3 separate regions of the Rattus norvegicus genome follow, and regions 2 and 3 are each linked to region 1. A link is a contact called in public Hi-C data. All regions are on one chromosome and are shown on one strand. Each heading gives the region's core, a stretch centred on a gene start, on an enhancer-like site or on the middle of the called end of the contact. The rest is flanking DNA. Distances are from core to core; before and after follow the strand shown. Region 1 overlaps LOC120102510 (a long non-coding RNA gene). Region 2 holds the start of Sox5 (SRY-box transcription factor 5). Region 3 has its middle 34 kb from the start of Sox5.

Region 1 (4,649 bases), core at 614-3,113:
TTTAGCATTTATCATGGACATCTGAGGCTTGGCAAAATCTACAGAGATTTCCAAACACAGAGTCTCCGTCGTCCACATCGAGTAGCTGGGGTAAGTGTCACAACATGGACTTGGACAGAACTGTGAAAGGAAGCGAGGGTATGTTTGACGTGGCGAGATGCTTTCGTCATAGAACTAAAGTCCAAGAGTTGCTTTAGGGAGGACCCAGCCAGGCCCCGCCTTTTAAAGATAGAGCAGTGCCTTGACGTCTGCCTGAGAAAGTGGCTTGCCCAGCCACAGTTCCCCTGAGGGAAGGACTGGCTACTGTGGCGGTAAGAGACTGAGTTAACTGTTAGCTCATGACTGTAACTCTTAACAACCCTACAACTCTTCATTTAAGAACTTAAATCTAGTTGTGAAATTGAAATAATTTAAGCTATTTTTTCACAGTTCTGGGTGACAAAAATATTGATGTTTCTTTAAAAATATATTCTTACTACATGAAAGGAACATTGATTTTGTCCACGAGGCTGCATCAGTTATCTCTAATACTTCAATGACAAAGAAACAAGTATTTTTTCCATCTTCATTTTAAGTCATTAATTAAAATCACCATTCCTTTGGATCACATGTATACATTGATGTATGTGTATGTTCATGCATGTGTATCTGTATGACTATCTCCTACCTCACATATATACATGTTTGTATATGCTTGTACATGTATGTATGTGTATGTATCTGTATGACTATTCCCTACCTCACATGTATACACATATGTATGTGCATATACATGTGTGTATCTGTATGACTACCTCCTACCTCACATGTATATACATATGTATGTGCATGTACATGTGTGTGTATCTGTATGTCTATCTCCTACCTCACATATATACATGTATGTATGTTTATGTACATGCATGTATCTGTCTGTCTGTCTGTCTCCTAGCTACCCAGCTGTCTAGTGAGGAAGATTGACCATTCATGCTATTAATGATTTACGTGGTAAAGTATAATCGAACCAGTTAACCCTTTGTTTTGGGGTATCCACTTTTAATACTTTAATAGTATATCTTGACAATAATCTGTACCTTAATAAATTATTAAGCAATTATAACACAGCAGCCTTTCGGCACCATTATTCCACGATAGAACTAAAAAGCAACTGGGAGATAAACGTTCTGCATTTTCTTGAATGGCATTTATGTCAAGTATGTGGGGCAAACCTCAAATTCATGATAAACTATTTTAACTTCAGGAATAAGTATGTATTATTTTTATGTCCTGTTTTTCCAAAACAAACAAACAAACAAACAAACCAAACAAAACAACACCAAAAGAAACTTTCATCAAAATTTTGATGAAGTTACTGAGAAAGTAAACTAGTGAGTTCCCCAAACTTGTTTTTTTAGAGGATATTGAACACGCAAAATGACATTGCAGTAGCTGAGAGAAAGCAGCTAAGGCCTGGTGCGTTTTAGTCAGAAGTAGCATTAAAATTACCCATAACCAGAACACGTGGCTATCTGGGAACATATTTAGTCTGGATTAATCATCGTATGACTGTCACATTAAGCTCCATAAATAAATGTTTAACTTCTAATCCAAATTGCTTCGTGCTAGCTAAGTGTAACAGTTTTATGTATCTCCCATAATATATAGGACGGTGTTTGTTCAACTTCCTGAATTCCTAGAAATATCATACTTCTTAAACAAATGCGACTGGGGCTAAGTTGCCCTTACTCTCCTTTGTGTGGGTTCTTATGTGCTTCAAGCTCTTTCTCGTGGCATGGAATTTTCTCTTTTTTTGCTAGCACTGGCTTCTATTGTCCTCTGCAAACTTCGCCCAGTACTTTGGACTTTGTTGAGTTTCCCAATGTTTGAAGGTCTGCTGGCTCCCTCTTTGAACCGTCAGTCACTGATGTGGTAAAGCAGTGTCTGCTGCTTTGGGGTGGACCTGTGAATTTTGTAGGTATGTGTCTCCTCAGGTTTCCACGGCTCTTTAGCATGCCATGAACAAATATTTAATAGGCCAACCGCATGGGCCAAAGTCTTTGTCTGCAGCAGCTGATCTATATGTTTATCTTTTTATCTATCATTCTATCATCTGTCTACCTACCTACCCACCCACCCACCCATCTACCCACATATCCACCTACCTACCTACCTACCTACCTACCAACCTACCTACCTGTCTCTGTCTCTGCCTCTCTAAACACAAGTCATGATGTCCCAAGAAATTTTAAACCCCTTTAAAGGAGACTCTCACATGCTGTTTGTACACAAATGTGGATCAGCTCAGATGGCCTCTGGAATTATTAATAGTAATACACCCGTGACTTGTGGCCTTAGTATTTAGGGCATCACAGTAAATTGCAGCGATGAGATAGAGAGAAACAGCACAGTGATCGTTTTTCTCTCTTTACCCCAGCTGATGGAGGAACCTTTGGAAGCAGAGCGGAGCTCACTGGCTTCCCCAGCTCCCTAGAGCTCTCAGTGCCACAGAACGCGCAGTCAGAGAGGTGAGGTCTTTTCATCACTCCTTCCAAAAAAAAAAAAAAAAAACAAAAAAAAAACCAGAAAGCTTAACGTCTGCGAAAAACTGACTTCATTTGATTTACTCTCCAAGACTGTTTTTTATTAAATATGTTTGACTGCTATCTCTAATTAAATGTAGAATTAATTTTGGCAAACTAACCACAGATGCAGTTTATGCTCAGTTTTATCAGACAGATTTATTTATAAGCTGTCAACTTCTTGAAAGACTTCATTTTGGAGCAGTTTTAAATTGCTAACAGTAGCTGTAAATGGGGCTACTGTTCTCTGGAACACTAAAGGAAGAAACGAGCTATAAATGTCCCCTCCATCTGTGAGGAATCATAAAACAATCACATTCCTTTATTTTTTTTTCCTCCGTAGGACCTTTATTAAATTAGTTCAACTCAATTAAAAATAACTTCAAAAACATTTCGGGCCTTTTGTTTCATGGAATAGTTGGAACTCTGGGCACGGAACGCCACCCTTTTAACTAATCCCTTTTACTAAACGGAGGAGAATAGCAGTATTGTGACTTCAGACAGTGCCTTTAAGGGTCTCTACTGTACCGAATTGAGGTCACTGCAAGACAATGCCCAACACCCAGTCTCCATTCAAACATTCTTCACAACTCTATCAAACGTGTCTTTCTTCCCCTTGGCCCGCTTTCTCCCAAGGCAGACTCAGGGGACAATGGAAAGGCCCCCAGCACCATTTATGGTCACCATATTTGCACATGACAAAGTCCATTCTTCCTAGTTTGCTAACACCCCCACCCCCTTCATCCCCTTACAAAGAGTGAACCCTGCCAGAGACTTTCCCACCATTACTGTTATTCAGACATCTTTGGTATTTAATGTGTTGTTGCAGGGCTGGTACCTGATGTCTGAGAAGTTCATTTGCTATTTCGGGGGACTGGGTAACCCGGCAGAGAATTAAATGCAGTCCCACTGTAGCCAGCCTAGGCACAATGGAGCCCAAAGCAGAGAGAAAGGGCACAGTCAGAACCATTACACCTTGTACTAGAGTTAGCATCATCAGGGCCATAAAGCGAACGGTGTAGCCGTGCACCATGGTGCCCCTGCCCCACGAGCGCTGTTTACTTTTGCTTTAGAGTTTTTATCGCCACAGCTAGAAACAAAACAAAATCAATTGCCCGTAAATTTTTCTCACCAGAGTTACCCCACCAAAGGAAAAAAAAAAAGGGAGTTGTACCCAAAGCATCTGCCTCTGAAGAACAAGAAGGAACACACATTTGTAAGCAGTGTCGCTGGGATGAAGATTTTAATTTTAATTAAGAAGGGGATTTGCAGGACAATTAGTGGGATGTGATATTCTCTTCGAGAAACAGTGCCCTGATTGAGAAATGCCATCCAAGTCAGAATGGGGCGCTTGGTGACTTGTTTCTGTGGGTTTCCATAGCTAATGAGAAGAAAAATGGGAAGAAGATAAAAATAGCTCACCTGGAACGCAGAAGCAGATGCGCTCCTCAGTGGTCCTGGGTCCCGACCTTCCCGGTCGTACACTCCATGCAGGTTACTACGAGTATCTGCACCACTGAGATTCGAGCAGGTGATCTGTGTGCCGTTGGTACGCATTCTGTGCTCTCACCCAGTTATTCTAAAACATTAATTACTGGGGCCAGGCCCTATCTTCGATTTTACCAACATCTAATCATATGACTTAATGACTTCACATTAAGCTTTCAGTTGTGTGCAACATGCTCACACACACACACACACACACACACACACACACACACTTAGGCACGCACATTTACGGAACGCCAAGTTTGCACCCGGTGTCTTCCAATCACGTGCAACCGCTGTGGTTCGTGGTCACAGTACTGACCTCCCAAAGTAGCCTAGAATGTTCCGGAAAGATGCACAATCAAAGAACTGCAGCTTCAGTATGGTGTGGAGGGTCATAGATATCGCAACACTGTAACCCTGGGCTTGACCTTAATTCCAAAACACAGGCGCTCAAAACTGTGATAGACACTGGGGAAACGTCTTTTGCTGATCATCCCTTCTCAAACCCAAGAGCACCAGAATAAGTCTTGTGGGGATGAAGGAGGAAGTTACCCTTGGGCCGTGGTCTGGGAGGGAAGTGTCCATGTGCAGGTATAGCAT
Region 2 (4,649 bases), core at 852-3,351, 100 kb before region 1:
TATCCAGCTGAAAATGTATGCCCCTGGATAACTCAGAAAGAGCATAAAAAGCTCACCAGAAGGAGAAACAAAACAATGTTAGGAGATCTGAGCACTAGAGAATTAAAGGGAAAAGTTTGGCTTAAAAAGAGATGACTGAAAAAATACAAATAAAGTTCCCAGCAGGCAGCTTGCTTATATGGAGAAATAGGCTGTGCCTGTTAATATGTAACTGCCTCTTTATAAGAACATTCAGCTAACAGGTTACAAATCAGAGTGTTATTTGCAAATAATAATAACAATAATAAAATAATAATAATATAATTGCAATTAAGAAAAAATACCATTGATACGTTCCTCTGCACATGTTGGGAAACTGGTTCTGATCAATTAACAGATCGCTACATTAGACAATAATATGTTTCACTGTGAACAACTTCCATATCCACAGAGGAACGATACTATGTTTGTAGAGGAAAACTAACTAGTTAGAAGAGTTACTATGCAGTGCTTCGGAAAAATCAATTCGAAACTGTCCCAATAGAGCCACCTTCTTCGTTAAGGGGCGAGGGAGACGGAGAAAGGCAGTGTTACAACACACACACATTACACATTTTACTTTCTTTCCTGGTCACACAGTGGCTTCTCTAAAATGTGACCACATCCCTAGGCTTCTTTTCCTCTCCACACTTTCTCTCTTCCGTGGCTTCAGTTCTAAAATGTTTTAATCTTTGTCCTTTCTTTTTTCGTCTTTTCATATCAAATTCAGGCATTTGAGTGATGAACAGCTTGACTTAGCATATTTTTAACCAGCTGGTCTAGCACCTAGCTTGCCTTGCATAGTCAGATACAACAAATGTTTACACAGAAGGTATAGCTTGCATGAAAATGGAAAACGCCTGGGTATCTTGCATCCCGGCTTTTTTTAGCTTTTTTTTTTTTTTTAAATTCACCATACAGAATACGAAGTTTGAGTTCTTTTTAATGGCAAACAAAAATCTATTTATAGTTCAAAAAATGAACTTGCACGAGGATAAGAACTCAAAGTTAAAAATTGTAATGTATAATTACAGGGACACGGGGAGGGCTAAAATTCTTTAAAAGCCCCCCCTCCCCACGTTACTTGCAGCAACATCAAATGGAAGGGAACTGCACGGACCTCTAAATAGGAACAACTAATTAAAGATACACTTAACTCCCTCCATCAGAGCACAGCGGAAAGTGTAGTTTATCAAAATTCAGTTAAGACAGCAAAAACAAAAGTAGCCTCTAAACTTAAAAAGGGAGGGGGGTGCCTTGTTTGCTCCCTTCTTCCCCTCTTCAGACACATCGAGAATCATCTGCTGATATTTAACTGTGATGTTAAATTTTCTTTGGGGAAAAAAAACCACAACAGCAGGGCTCTCTCCCATATCAACAAAAGGTCCTGCCTTTCGGAGCAGTTTCCAAAGTTTAACAGAAGGATCAAACAGGAATTTAACAGCCTCTGCTTTAACCACCACAGCCTAAGCCTTGTGTCACTTCGGAAATTACAGGAGACAGAGATCCCTGAATATGCTAGCAGTCTACAAAAGGTGTGCGGGGGATCAATGAAAGCAGAAATTGGGAGCCTAACCGAGGAAGGGAGCAGCAGCAAAGGGGGTGGGGGGGAGGAGAGAGAGAGAGAGAGAGAGAGAGAGAGAGAGAGAGATGCTTAATGTTCATTTAATTTCCTGCCTGTGATCCGACGCAACCTAAAAACATTAGCAGTAAGCTCGGAGGAGACTTTGCAAATCAGTTCAATTTGGTCCGGGCAACCACAACAGAAATCAGCTCCCAAGGCTGCAGAGACCGGAGCTCAGAGCTGCTTTAACACACAGTCTGGGGGAGGCATCTTCCAGGGGATTCACGGACTACTGCGAAATGAAGAGTTTGCACTTCAGTATATTAGGGGGGGAAAAAAACCAAACAGTACTCACCTTTCAAACTCCTGAGGTAAATCAGGGTCAGTAAGCATGCTGGAAAAGCACAATTTCCCTTTGTCACAGCGGCCACCTATGATCGGCTCCAACTGAACCTGTCAAGTCAGTCCAAACCTTCTAAACCAATGGATTCTCTTTCTGTCTCTTCTCACTCTCTCTCTCCCCCTCTCCCTTTCTCCCTCTCCCCCTTCCCCTCCTCTCTCTCTCTCTCTCTCTCTCTCTCTCTCTCTCTCTCTCTCTCTCTCTCTCTCTCTCTCCTAGGACTCCTTGACCATTCTCTTAAAGGGGTAGTACACTTCCAACAGCGGTCTGGCTACTCCCCCTCTGCACAGCGGCACACTCCGACTACTAGGCACTAGACAACCTCCGGGCGTCCGTCCCTTCCTCCTAATTCTGTCTCCTGGACATCACTGAATGGTAGAAGTCAACTAGTCTCCCATGCTCTCTCCCTCCTCTAAATAATAAAAGTCACACACACACACACACACACACACACACACACACACACACACACACATGCACGCACACCACTGCCACCAGTATCATTGTGCAAAACACATTCGGGGCTGATTAAAAAATAACTTTGTAATAACGGAGCCCCGATCAAACTGTGAGTATTAACTAATTAAGCAAAATGATTACACTTCAGTCACAGCATTTTTACACAAAGAATTGTTTTTCCTCAACCACCAACCCCCACACACACACTCTCTCTCTCTAAACGCACACGGAAACACACAGGCATGGGGGTGCTCGTGCGCGCGCACGCACACACACATACACACACACACTCACTCACTCACTCACATACAACAATCAGGCATTGTTCTAAGGGAAGAAAAGCAACTTTGACAGATTGAAATATAGCAGAGGCCCCTTCAAGGAAACCTGTAAACAGGCTGTCACTCACTCTGCTGGGCTCAGTGCTAGCTCCCGCTTTCCACAAAGTGCTCTGGATGTCCTGGCAACCCAGGCAAAGTTTCTGTAGCTTCAAACTCCAGAAACCAGGCGTGGAGGAGAGCAGGTATCTGCATGCCAGGCACAGCATGCAGGCGCTCGGGGAAATCTCAAACCCCAAACCAGAAGATGGCCTGACCAGTCCACTGTCCTGCTCCCCAGGACCTGGGAGCTAGGGCTGAAAAAAGCGGGTGTGCCCCCCCCCAGCCCTGGGGCTCTTTAATTTCCTCTGTCCAGGCAAGGACAGATAAGCTGGGCAAACTCTGGTTCTCCAAATCCTAAGCTGGCTGGCAAGGCACAGCCTCTATAGCAGTTCCAATTATCTAGATAAAAATCTGGCAGGCGAGGAAGGTAATCAGGTACCTTTGACATGGAATGACAGAGGCACCTACTCGGGCACAAGGGGATGGTGGCTGTCCCAGTGCACAGCAGCATCTGGCTACGGAGTAAGCACACGCTCACCGACACGAGATAGTGCGCTTTCTACACACAGTCACTCACACACATGCTCTCCACTCCTACTGGGAGGGTTCATTGTGCACAGAAGGCTACATTACAGAGCCCGCCCCAATAAGGGAGAGAGAGGGAAAAAAAGCCTTCCATTGTTGAGAGGGCAGGTCAGTTGATTAGATTTTCTGTGGAGAATTCCACGAGGAAATTCCCTTCAAAGCCGAAGTGATTAACTGGGGGCTACTCTGGAAATGGGAGAGACAATGGCTCAATAGTCCGCACACCCAATGTCCAGGCTGGCACTGAACTCACTTAAAAAAAATAAAAATAAAAGCCAGACTCTCTGTGCTTTTCCACAGGCTCCCCCCCTACCCCACCAACCCCCTCCACTCCTCCTACCTTCCCCCTCCCGGTCCCTTTTATTTCGCAGCTGGATAACATTAAGGGCCTTTAAAACCACAAGGGTTGACCCCACAGCAGTTTGATTAGGTCCCACTTTTTTTTTATCCTGGCGACAGGCAGACAGTAAGTTTACTTTTTCAGACGTACACAATGACACACCATACACGTATTCCGAGGGGGAAAATCTCCGACTGCTTTACTCCTGCTGGAGTATTTACTCTTAATTCAGAGCTAAGAAATTTGGGGACAAAGTTGAAAATAACTTAATCATCAGATCCAGCATTCAGGAGAGATCTAGAAACATGCATACACGCGTGGGCTCAGGCACACACACACACACACACACACACACACACACACACACACACACACTCCCTCTCTGTCTCAAAGCAGAGGAGGATTTGAGCATGTCACTATGGAGTTAAGGCACTAACAAAACATGGAGCTAAGACCCACCCTGAAAGCTGTTAACAGGGATGTGTCAAAATTACTTGGTTCTCATTTCAGCAGTTGGGGAAGGGGAAGGATATTACTCATTATTTTTTTATGCCATTAGCCTCAAGTTATTTTTTATTACAACACCAACCTACTGCTACATATAAAAATGAGAGTCTTGGCATTTATCATAAATATCTATTTTTAATCCCTTAAGAGCCCCATCCTCTAATGCACTGACAGATTATATATATATATATATATATATACATATATATATATATATGTGTGTGTGTGTGTGTGTGTGTGTGTGTGTGTGTGAAATAAAATTTTCTTTTCCTATTAATGATGGTCAAAGTAACTCTGGGGTTATATATATATTTTAAAATATTTCATCTTTTTTTCCCTAACCAGTGAGAACCATTTTGTCTTAGATCAAGAGGGAATGCGGATAGGAGACATGGT
Region 3 (4,649 bases), core at 1,366-3,865, 69 kb before region 1:
TCAGTGGAAGAGCGCTTGCCTAGTGAGCGCAAGGCCCTGGGTTCGGTCCTCAGCTCCGAAAAAAAGAAAAAGAAAAAAAAAAGAAGTAGTAGCAAAATGAGTGAAGATGGGTAGATGGATAGATGGACAGATGAATGAATGGATAGATGAACGAATTAATAAAGTCTTATTGGTTCAACAAAGAATCACCTTTAACCATCACTATGCTGTTACCATGGCCTTTTATGGAAACTCTAAGGAGTGATTTTATTTTTCAAAGAAAAAAAATTAAGTAAAATTTTTAAAACAAAAAAGAAACACAGACTCCAGTGTGACCCACGGAAGAGGAAAGTCACACACACACAAGATAACAACAGCAGCATCTGCCACATCAACAACCAAATGGCCAATAGCAAGAGTTCTCAAGATGGAGAGCGGCAAAGGTTCAGAAGCCAGGGTGACTGTCACAGGTCATCAAATCGCCCAGGTTCTAAACAAAGCCGCCAAGGCACACACAGATTCGGAAAACTGTAAGGAGCCTAAGAAAACGATGTCAGGAGACAGCATCTCTGAGAGGCCCCCCAACTTCACCGCGGACAGGACAGACCGCTGAGCTCATTGCTCCAAGGATGGTTAGAAATGAAAAGAAGATCTGTTTTAATAATGAAAGTAGACAGTACAAGATGGCGCTTTAGCATGTCACTAAAACAATGAAGAGTGGGCAACCAAACAACATTTCTACAGTTGGGAAAATATATTTAAAAACCCACATAAAATTTGGCTACAGGGGTATCAAAGGATCCACAAGTGACTGCAAGAAAAGTTGAGATTTATGAAAATGGAGTAGGAAAGAGTCTCATCTTCAGCAAAGGGAGGGAGATGAGGAACTGGAAGTGGAGAATGAAGCCTTTGAAGGTTTCGAGAAATTACCTGATGCCACATGACACCCACAAAGTGGCTTTCTGGGACAGAGATGAGGCATATAGTAATGACTGTAAGAGTTCTATAAACCACTCTAATTTAATGATGAGCATTAATTATGTGGTGTAGAAACACAATCAATATTAACAGAAGGTAGTTAAAAATGCAGGACCTATATTATGTAGAGGATAGATAAGACATACGCATCTCATGGGTGTGTGAGAGAGGAATAAATAACGGGCAAGCCCCAGTACCTCGAAGATACAATTAATTAACCACCCAGTTAATAATAAGTCAATGAGCTGGAGAAAACAGCTGCAGCTCTAATTCCAGCTACACGGGACGCTGAGGCAGGAGACTCAGAAGTACAAGGCCTTCCAAGGATACACTAATTTCAGAGTCATGCACTCTGTGAAACTCTCACAAAATTTAAAAGGCGGCTTTGGCATTTGGTGATATTTCAATAGCAGAGTGAGAGAGATAGAGAGAGAATGCTTTGTGCACATTTGTTCTTCTCAAATGAGTGAAAGTCCAGTGAGGGGGATATGGAGAGATGGCTCAGTGGTTAAGAGGACTTGCTGCTCTTCCAAGGGACCTGAGTGCATTTCCTAGGTTGGGTTGCTTACAACTGCCTGTAACTGTTAACTCCAGCTTAAAGGAATCCAATCCCCTCTTCTGGTCTCCATAGGTACTGCAGACATCGCATCACAATACGCGCACGTGCACACACACCATGAGATGATATATATGTTGTCGGTCTCACTCATTTGCTTCAAGGCCATTATTAAGGTAACTACTCACCGAACAAAAGAAAAACACACAAAAATCAACGGAGGGAAGGACATGCCAAGTCAGACAAAACATGGGTAGACAGCCAATGGGAAAAGTTTCACTGGATTTTTTTTAAGATTTGAAATCATACCAAAAATAGCATTTTTTGGTCAGTATAGGTTTAAATTGGAAACCAGAAACATAAGAGGACAAGTAACATGTCAACTGGTAACTGGAAATAGAGACACAGTTCTAACTAACCTGTTGATCAATAAAAAAAAAAATAACAGAAAATTAAGAAATCCTGTGAGCTAAAAGAAAAGGAACCATGTTAAAAAATGCATACGCTGCAGGTAAAGCCGTGCTGAAGGGAGAATTATAGCAGTAACTGCTTATCGCGCAGAAGTATAAAGATATTGAGATTTGAAGGCTGCACTTTCCACCATGGAAAATAGAAAAGGAATGGCGAAATAAAGCAAACCAATGACAGGAAAACAGGAAAGACAAGAGTGAGAAGCAGTAAACCAGAATAGAAAACAAGAGGAAAAAAATCAATACAAGCAAGGTTGGCTCTGAAAAATGATCAATAAAATTGACAAACCCACAGCTAGACCAACGGGGCGGAGGGAGGGACAGAGATTAAGAATGAAAGCGAAAACTGACCATTAGTGACCCGACAGAAACTCAAGAGTTACAAAGGCAGTCATGGAAAACTACAAAGGCCAACCAAGACCCTAGTGTCTGTCTGTCTGTCTCTGTCTCTGTCTCTGTCTCTGTCTCTCTCTGTCTCTCTCTCTGTCTCTCTCTCTCTGTCTCTCTCTCTCTGTCTCTCTCTCTCTCTCTCTCTCTCTCTCACACACACACACACACACACACACACTGCCCGAATAAGACATGGAAAACACTAATGAACCCTGTCTTTGTTTGCTCTCTGCTGCTCTGACAAATACTGACCGAAAGGAACTTGGGGGAGAAAAGGTTTATTTCAGCTTTAAGTAGTACTCCACCATTGAGGCAAGTCAGGGCAAGGATTCAAGACAGGAACCTGGAGGCAGGAACTGTAGAAGAGGCCATGGGGGGAACATTGTGAACTGGATGCTCTCATGCCTTGCTCAGCTTGCTGTCTTATACACTCCAAGACCACCTGCCCAGGGAATGGCGCCACCCACAGTGGACTAGGCCCTCCTGTACCAACCTTCAATCAAGAAAACACATCATACTTTTGCCTATAGGTAATCTGGTGGAGGCAATCTCAGATGGCTCCAGTTTATGTCAAGGAAACCTCCATCGTCTTTAAAACTTATAGTTTGTGATTTAAAGTATAGCAAGACAAAGCCCACCCCCTGCCCCCAGGTCACTGGTAAATTATGTAGTTTAGAGGATGAAATCAAGTCTCCTTCCACATGCTGGCATTACAGGTGAGTTCCATTCGGCTGTTTTCCTCATTTTAGCTCACTAAAAATCCATTATTAATCTACAGAAGTGCTCAGCAATGGTGGCTGAGAACCTGAGAACTATTTTTTGAATGTAGGACTTGTACCAGGGACATGGCTACCACAGTGACCAATGCAACTTGAAATTGCCATCTGAGGAAGTCCACTGAAAGGAAGAGACCATAAACATGAGAGACTCTGTCACTGATTTTGTTTAGTTTTATGGCAAGCGTCAACTTCTAGGCACTGGATTCCAGAATGCTTTTTCCTCTGGGAGTAGGGGACCCACAAAAAATTCTATAATTCAAGTACTCAAATCTTCTACCTGCATGTGGAATTGTTTTAGTAGATGCTCATTTTAGACCTGTTCTGTGGCTAGTTTTCTGACAGGCTGTATACTGGCCCATTGATGTCAAAGGCCTTTGTAGTAATCATTCATAGGAAACATATCTTGATGGGAGAAACCCTAGGTAAAGGCTGCAAGTTCCTTCACAGGAAGAGAGATAACCTGTGGATTGGTCTAGAACAATCTCTATTCTGTTCCTTACCTCATCATCAGTGGTTAACATCAAGTGTCTTAATGTTGGAAGTTTTGTTTACTCTGAAAATGTTTGGGCAAAGATCTTCTGACAGAAGGGGACCAACAAGTGGATAGAAAGTCCCTGCGGGGCTCCTGATGGTCACTCTTAGGGACAAAGGGGGAATTCTCATTTTTTTAATCAGGATCATACAACAGCAGGAATATTAAAGCAGGAGACTGTCTAGAGAAACATCCCCGTTACATACAGGGTGATAAATAGTTAATGGTCAAGATGGACAGGTGAGGAGATGATGCCTGGGAATGTTCAGGACAAAGCTCACTTCATTGTCCTCCTTATAGAGTCCATCAGAGTCTGCACCCAGCACACATGTGCTTGGGCTCTGTGTGGGGGAGAGGGGAGTGACATCACCCTGAGCACCATTTCCATAAAAAGACAGGCAGACCTGCCTAGACTTAGCTGTGGTGGCTGCACTCCCTCTCAGCTCTCTGTGACTACCTGAACCAGCCAAGCAGGTAACAACATTTCAGCCGGCATCTAGCATACTCCTTGGTACCACAGCTAGTCCCAAAATAAATAAATAAATAAATAAATAAATAAATAAATAAATAAATAAATAAATAAATAAATAAAATAGTCCTGACATGTGTCTGGTGGTCATTCTTCCACTATGCTTAGTGGATCCACAAAATTTCTTAACTGAGGGGATAGAGACAGTCAGAATTAGGGAAGGCTTTCTATTATGTATATCTAAATTATCTTCTTACCTGTCAGATTCCCGAGAGTCTAAACAGCCACTTACAGTCTTCCCATTCAGGAAGAGGGAACAGCAAAGAAAAGAAATGCTTATCTTCTTCGGCATAAACTCCTTTGAAATTCTGAAGTATAGCTGCCACTCAATGCAGCTGAAATAATGACAGAGAAAATGACTCTAGACATCAGAAACATCCCAAAGAAAAGATGAAGAATGTTCTGTTTCCAGTTGACTAATTTAGGAACAGTTTGA

What was found. Hi-C and Micro-C count contacts between places; a contact is called where the count stands out from the background.
Region 2: a contact with region 1 is called in a Hi-C map of liver, with 2.3 times the contacts expected there. The contact joins the promoter of Sox5 here to the enhancer-like site in region 1. A contact is called at or near these places in 3 of 12 Hi-C or Micro-C datasets (Schwann cells and liver).
Region 3: a Hi-C map of liver shows a contact between it and region 1, with 4 times the contacts expected there. The contact joins two enhancer-like sites. A contact is called at or near these places in 2 of 12 Hi-C or Micro-C datasets (kidney and liver).

What each region holds. Positions count from the first base shown.
Region 1 is chr4:178,991,883-178,996,531 of GRCr8, forward strand. LOC120102510 (a long non-coding RNA gene) reads left to right here. Exons shown (of 3, transcript XR_005504192.2): 1 at 1-311; 2 at 2,414-2,504. It also overlaps a transcript of Sox5 not described here. Among named protein-coding and RNA genes, the nearest start is that of Sox5, 100 kb to the left of the region's middle. Within about 2 kb of position 1,864, at least 4 of the 93 cell types and tissues checked have an H3K27ac peak or open chromatin away from gene starts, as enhancers often do. A contact at or near this core is called in Schwann cells and liver, where this site is marked.
Region 2 is chr4:178,888,348-178,892,996 of GRCr8, forward strand. It overlaps Sox5 (SRY-box transcription factor 5), which reads right to left and starts at 2,102. Exons shown (of 15, transcript NM_001271267.2): 1 at 1,938-2,102. The coding sequence starts at 1,975.
Region 3 is chr4:178,921,841-178,926,489 of GRCr8, forward strand. It overlaps a transcript of Sox5 not described here. Among named protein-coding and RNA genes, the nearest start is that of Sox5, 34 kb to the left of the region's middle. Within about 2 kb of position 2,616, at least 2 of the 93 cell types and tissues checked have an H3K27ac peak or open chromatin away from gene starts, as enhancers often do. A contact at or near this core is called in liver, where this site is marked.